2 separate regions of the Ovis aries genome follow, and region 2 is linked to region 1. Evidence: chromatin contacts called from public Hi-C data. All regions are on one chromosome and are shown on one strand. The core of a region is the stretch at or near the end of the contact, and the rest is flanking DNA. Distances in the headings are between cores, read along the strand shown. Region 1 has its middle 32 kb from the start of TRNAC-ACA. Region 2 holds the start of LOC101122633 (myeloid-associated differentiation marker-like).

Evidence for each region. A called contact is a pair of places that touch in the nucleus more often than the background predicts.
Region 2: a contact with region 1 is called in a Hi-C map of liver, with 12 times the contacts expected there. The contact joins the promoter of LOC101122633 here to the enhancer-like site in region 1. A contact is called at or near these places in 2 of 16 Hi-C or Micro-C datasets (liver and tail adipose tissue).

What each region holds. Positions count from the first base shown.
Region 1 is chr18:19,329,668-19,332,510 of ARS-UI_Ramb_v3.0, forward strand. It overlaps the pseudogene LOC121817143. Among named protein-coding and RNA genes, the nearest start is that of TRNAC-ACA, 32 kb to the left of the region's middle. Within about 2 kb of position 1,399, at least 5 of the 54 cell types and tissues checked have an H3K27ac peak or open chromatin away from gene starts, as enhancers often do. A contact at or near this core is called in liver, where this site is marked.
Region 2 is chr18:19,597,901-19,600,743 of ARS-UI_Ramb_v3.0, forward strand. LOC101122633 (myeloid-associated differentiation marker-like) reads right to left here and starts at 1,365. Exons shown (of 1, transcript XM_012098452.5): 1 at 1-1,365. The coding sequence starts at 1,112. The coding sequence ends at 246. LOC114109097 (myeloid-associated differentiation marker-like) reads right to left here and starts at 1,365. Exons shown (of 1, transcript XM_027957496.3): 1 at 1-1,365.

The DNA.
Region 1 (2,843 bases), core at 149-2,648:
CTCCTCTGCCCACCACCCCCTCCCAGCTCCTACGGTGCTGACTCCACATCACACAGCCCCCTGTGCAGCGGTCTCACCCTGGGCCTCCAGAGGGGCCTCCTTGCCAAAGGATGTCTGTCCACCTGGGGGTGCCTTAGTTGGCAATTGTCTGTGTTTTTTTGGAGAGTGAAGGTGAGTGGTAAGTCACTGGACACTCTCTCCCAGTGGAGCACTGGAGGGTGGTGTACAATATGCCTCCCATTTAAATTTTAAAAAAAGTCTCTGGAGATCAGTAATTCCCACTTGGCAGGATATTTAATGCATAGACCCTGGGCCCCTGGGCCCCACCTAGTGCTCAGCCCCACCTGAGAGTGGCTCCAGAATTTTTGCAGGCTCACTAAACACCCACTCCCTAGAGGGCATCTTGGAGGAAGCCAGGGGTCAATAACTTCCATCCCAGCTATGCTCTGGGGAATCACAAAAGGAGCTGGTGAAGAACCCTAGGGTTGTATTGGTGAGGGGCAGCGATGTGGCCCTCCTGCCTCAGTGATCGAAACTGAAGTCTTGCCTCTGCAGGGAGAAGAGCATGGACCCACCAGCCTTAAAGTGATGTTAGCCTGCTTTTTTTTTTTTTTTCTGTTCTCATCTTTTTTCTGATTGGGAGGGCAAAAATTACTGGGTGACCCTGTTCTTAAAGGAGAAGCTTCTTCTCAAGTTTTCTTGGGCAGGTTGCTTGGAGAGGGGAAGGAGTTGCTGTTCCCATCGTCAAAAGAACTGCATTGCTTGAGTGTGCAGTGACACACAGTTCTTTCTTTTTTTATAAAGAATTTTTTTAAATTATTTATTGATTGCGTTTTCGCTGTGCTGAGACTTCGCTGTTGTGAGTGGGCTTTCTCTAGTTGCAGAGCACTGACTATAGTGCACACAGGTGTCAGTAGTTGTGGCACACAGGTTTAGTCACTCTGCTGCGTGTGGGAGTCTCCTGGACCAGGGATGTGCCCTGCACTGGCCGGTGTACTCTACCCACTGCGCCACCAGGGGAGGCCGCATGTGTGCTTCTGTGTGCTGGTTGCTTTCTGCTGCTGCTTCCTGATTCTCTGGGACTCAGGCATAATGCAATCTATAAAATGCATACAATATTTTTTTTTAATCCCAGAGCTTTTGGTTCCCATCAGCCCCTGCTGTCAATCATTGAGAATAACATTGTTCCTTCTTCCACATTCATAATGTAGCTTTTTAACCTCATTATAAAAGTGAAAGAAAAAGACAAAGACAAAACACTCCAGAACCAAATCCACATACTCTAATTGCGCCCAATTTGTCTAGAGCTCAGGAGGTCCTAGGCAATTCCCACCCTCACCAAAGCTAGGTCCCTGGGAGCCCCTCCCACTGACTCCCAGCCACAACTGGACCAGAGCCTGGGAGTGTGGCCCAGCCTGTGACACAAGAGGCTGGGCTCCACCCCAGTGCCAGCATCTTTTCCTCTAACTCTTAAAGGGGCCGTGACAGCACTTGGATGCCTCTCCAGAACAGTGTGGGCCTGTGTGTATACTCAGGGCAGGTAAGTGTGTGTGCATGTGTGTGTGACCATGTGCTTCCCTGCATCGAGACCACAGCCCTTTACAGTAACTGGTGGCTGTGAAGGCCCCTCAATCTCCTGTCCTCAACCACAAAGCCTCCAGCTCAGCATCCTGGAGTCACCAGGGCCAGGGGAGCCAGGCAAGCAGAGCTGTGGGGGAGGGGAGGGGAAGGACCCCCTCTGCTGCCCCTCACTCGTGTACCGGGATGAAGCGTGTGATCTTCACCCAGAGGCAGGTGGGGTGGAGGGAGAAGGCTCCTAGGAGGCCGTCCACATCACGGGGAAATCCTAAGAAGGACTGAAATAAAATTTGTATTTTAAAGCAAGATAAGAAAAATTTAAAAATAAAAATTTTCTGTCTTTTTCGGCCTCTTCCCTCCATTCTAGTATGCTTTGTGCATCTGTATTATGCGTTAACCAGCCCTTATCAAGGGCAGAAATACCCACTCAAACGTAAAGTTGAGTTTCTCTGGTGCACGCATGTAACTCCTTAGAAGATACTACTACTTACTTATTTAGGACCTTATTAATGTCACTAGCCATGTTACTTATTCTGCTTATTTTATAAGACTCTTGTTTCTTGCATTAACAAATGAGTGAGTGAGCCTATAATAAACAATCATGATGACCAAGTGACTTGAAATGATTGATCTGATGTAAAGTTCTAATAGTGTGACTCTGGATACAGAAAGGAAAGATGCAACACGAGGGAGCCATTCCCTGGAGCTGACATACTAGTAAGGCAGGTGGTCCAGAGGATTTGGCCCACCAGGAATGGGTGAGTAACAGCTCATTCGTGACCTAACAACAAAATCCTGGATTGGTTTTGGAATGAGCATTTCTAGAACCCTGGGACAAATTAGCCAAAAAAAGCCTCCCAAACCTTGTTTGAAATTAAGATCAAAAGGAAGGGAATTGTGCAGTAAAAAATGTCACCTACCACCCAGCTGCACAAGAATCAAGTCATTAGCCACTGAGGTCACTGACCTACAGTCGATCCTGGAAGGAATTCAGGGGGGAGACTAAGGATGAGGCATTTTGTGCTCTGGGAAAACCAGGAGAACCTGCACTCAGATAGTGATAGTTTTTTAGGAGAAATTTTTATGAACTCTGTTCTTGCTTCTTCTCATACTTAGAAAAGCATGAAAGCCATTAGCTAAAGTATTTTTCCTCAGGAAGAGCAGTAAGCCTCTACCAAGCCATGTGCTTATTTCCATGGTCCCCTTCCCTCAAATCACATACATACTAGTCTCCTGCCTTATGTCTTCAGAATAATTCCCATTGT
Region 2 (2,843 bases), core at 115-2,614, 270 kb after region 1:
AAGGGGCAAAAAGCAGAAAATGTAGAAAAGATGAGAGAAGCAAGAGTAAAAGGCAAAACAGAATGTGGGCAACCAAAGAAAACAGGAAGGAGATAGAGCAGAAGGTGAAAAGAAATGGGAAAGGGAGTGAGACGAATGCAGAAGGACGTGAGAAGGGAGAGAGGAGAGCCAGAAAGAGGACACTAGAGCTTGGTAATGAACTTCAGGTGAGACAAGGGAGGAATTGGGATCCCTTGGGCAAAGCCTCAGCCTCTGTTAAAATTCAGGCGGGCAGAGAACACCAGGTCAGTCACATAAATCAGCAGGTTGATGGCTGTCAAACTAACCACAGCCAGTTGTTGGTCCCAGATGCACACAGAGGTGGGGACTCCACTGCTGCAGTTCACGTCACTGGACCACTGGAGCGGCCTGCCCAACTCCTCGTTGAACTGGTAGAGCGGCCAGAGGAGCAGAGCAGTGGTATAGAGGAGGACGGAGAGCAGGGTCAACACAACCTGGAAAATGGAGAAGGGGATGGGCAGCCTGTTGTCGCATTTGCCCAGGTTCACCAGGATGGCCACGGATGACAAGACGAAGCAGATGGAATACACAGCCACGCACCACTTCAGGGCCGGCTGGTGCGAGTACAGGGAGGTGTTGCTGAGGAAGACAAAGATGACACAGGCCACGATGGTCTCCAGCCCCTTAAGCAGGCCTGGCACGGTGGCCATATAGCCTGTGATCATGTTGGGCTGGGCCCTAGTCCAGGTCACGTCCATGGCATAAGCCACAAAGGCGATGCAGGAAAATGCAGTGGAGATGATGGTGCGGTCCCAGTTGTGGCTGTTGAACAAGAACTGAATGTAGATGACGGGGTAGATGATGGAGGCTGAGAGGCAGAGGAGGGCGGAGTAGCAGTTGCAGGTGGTGAGAAAGTTGTCCCAGGAGAAGGGGAAGTGGCCCTCCAGCCCGCATAACTCAACTATGAGGATGAGGAGGGTCAGGACGAAGCAGAAGCACCAGATGAACATGGACCAGTTACCTATGGCCCCCTTCCAGGTGCCCACGCTGGCCCCCAGCGAGAAGGCCATGCAGGTGGAGAACAGCTGCAGCTGTCGCAGGCAGCAGCCCATAATGGTTGGGGAGCCCAGGGCCTGAGGACGATCATGTGGTAGTCGTTCTGGTCCTGGTCACCGGTATGGCAGAGGTCTTCGCTGAGGATTCACCCGAGAAAAGTCCAGCCCTGGAGGTGAATTAAGTCAGATGCCAGGAAAAGGCTCAGGGCCCTGTGATGGCTGAGGCTCAGGATCTGTGGAGTTGGACTCAATGGCTCAGACACTCGGGCAGAAGCACATCACTCCCGAATGGTTCTCCTTCACCCATCCCCCTTGACCTTGTCACAAGACTTGTCTTATCCCAAAGCTCACAGCTGGGTTGGGTCTGGCATCAGACCATGAACATTTATTTCTTCACCTCTTTCTGCTGTATGCCATTATCTACGGAGACATAGGGTAGCCTGACCCTTATCTACAACCCCAACCTTTCAAAGTTCTGAAAATTGGACAAGAATTTTTTTAAAAAAATTGTTTGGTAACAAAATTTAAAATGAACAGACACAGACCATTTATGGTCTTCATTTCATGTAGTGTGAATGTTCAAAATTCAGTTGCAGAAACACGAATGTGTTTGATTACAAGGTATTTCAGACCCCAGTGGGGTATTATGTCATGTAGGATAGAAGCACCATGTTACATAAATGAAGCTGAAAAATTCGGAGTCCTGGAGCATATCTGACCCACAGGGTTTCAGAAAAGGGACTGTGGATTTTACTACTAACCCCCTTTTACAGACAAGAAAACTAAAGTTGGGGGAATTAAGTCCTTTCCTAAGGTGGCACTGGAGAAAGAAATGGCAGCCCACTCCAGTATTCTTGCCTGGAAAATCCCATGGACAAAGGCCTGGTAAGATATAGTCCATGGGGCTGCCAGTAGTCGGACACGACTGAGCACACTCGCCTACTAAGGGTGCATGACTAGGAAATGGGAACCCAAATAACAGTGCCAAAGCTGCGGGTTTGAAGGCTTTGCTCTATAGCTGACATGTCAAAAGGGCCCATGGGTGGGAGCTCAGGACCAAAGCTCAAGGCTCTGGGACCCAGGATACACTTTCAAGGCCACGGCCTCCTTCCACAGCAACCTGAAGACATACGGGTCCTGGCCTTGCCTCCCTGCAGCCATCACTAGAAGGAGCTGCCGTCTGAAGGGACACAACCCCACCCGGAGGAGGGCAGCTTCAGGGGTGAACAGGGAGGAGCCATGGGGTGAGAGCAAGGCCACAGGGACGAGATGACATGGGAAGTAGGGACTATTCTGAATCCCCTCCTCCGAGTTTTACCTTAACATGTGATTCTTGCACACTGGGGAGAGAGACCCCAATCCAGCACGACTCCAAGGTAGAGGATCATGGAGGAACCATAGAATAAATTAACATGTCCGGCTCTTAAGCTCCAAAGCTGCCATCCAGGTGGAAGTCTGGAAAGATCTAGGAGTAGTCCTACCTGAGCAGGATTTTCCTGGCCTGGGAGACTGGTTCGCAGCTTCCAAGCTGGGAACCAAGGGATTGGAAATGAACAAGGATGCTGTGTCTGATGCTGAATGGAGCCTTTCAGGGCATCCCGGGGAGTGGGTGGGGATGGATGGATGATCAGCCCCTTTTTAAAAGCAAAAGCTGAAAGAGGAGGCCCCTGCAGGACCCCTGGGAGGAGACAGCCCTGAGGATGCTCCCGGGACTGGGGTGGGCAGGGGGCAGAGTGGAGATGACTAGGGGGGTCCCAGGGTCCCAGGGGCCCTGAGACACCCAGTAGG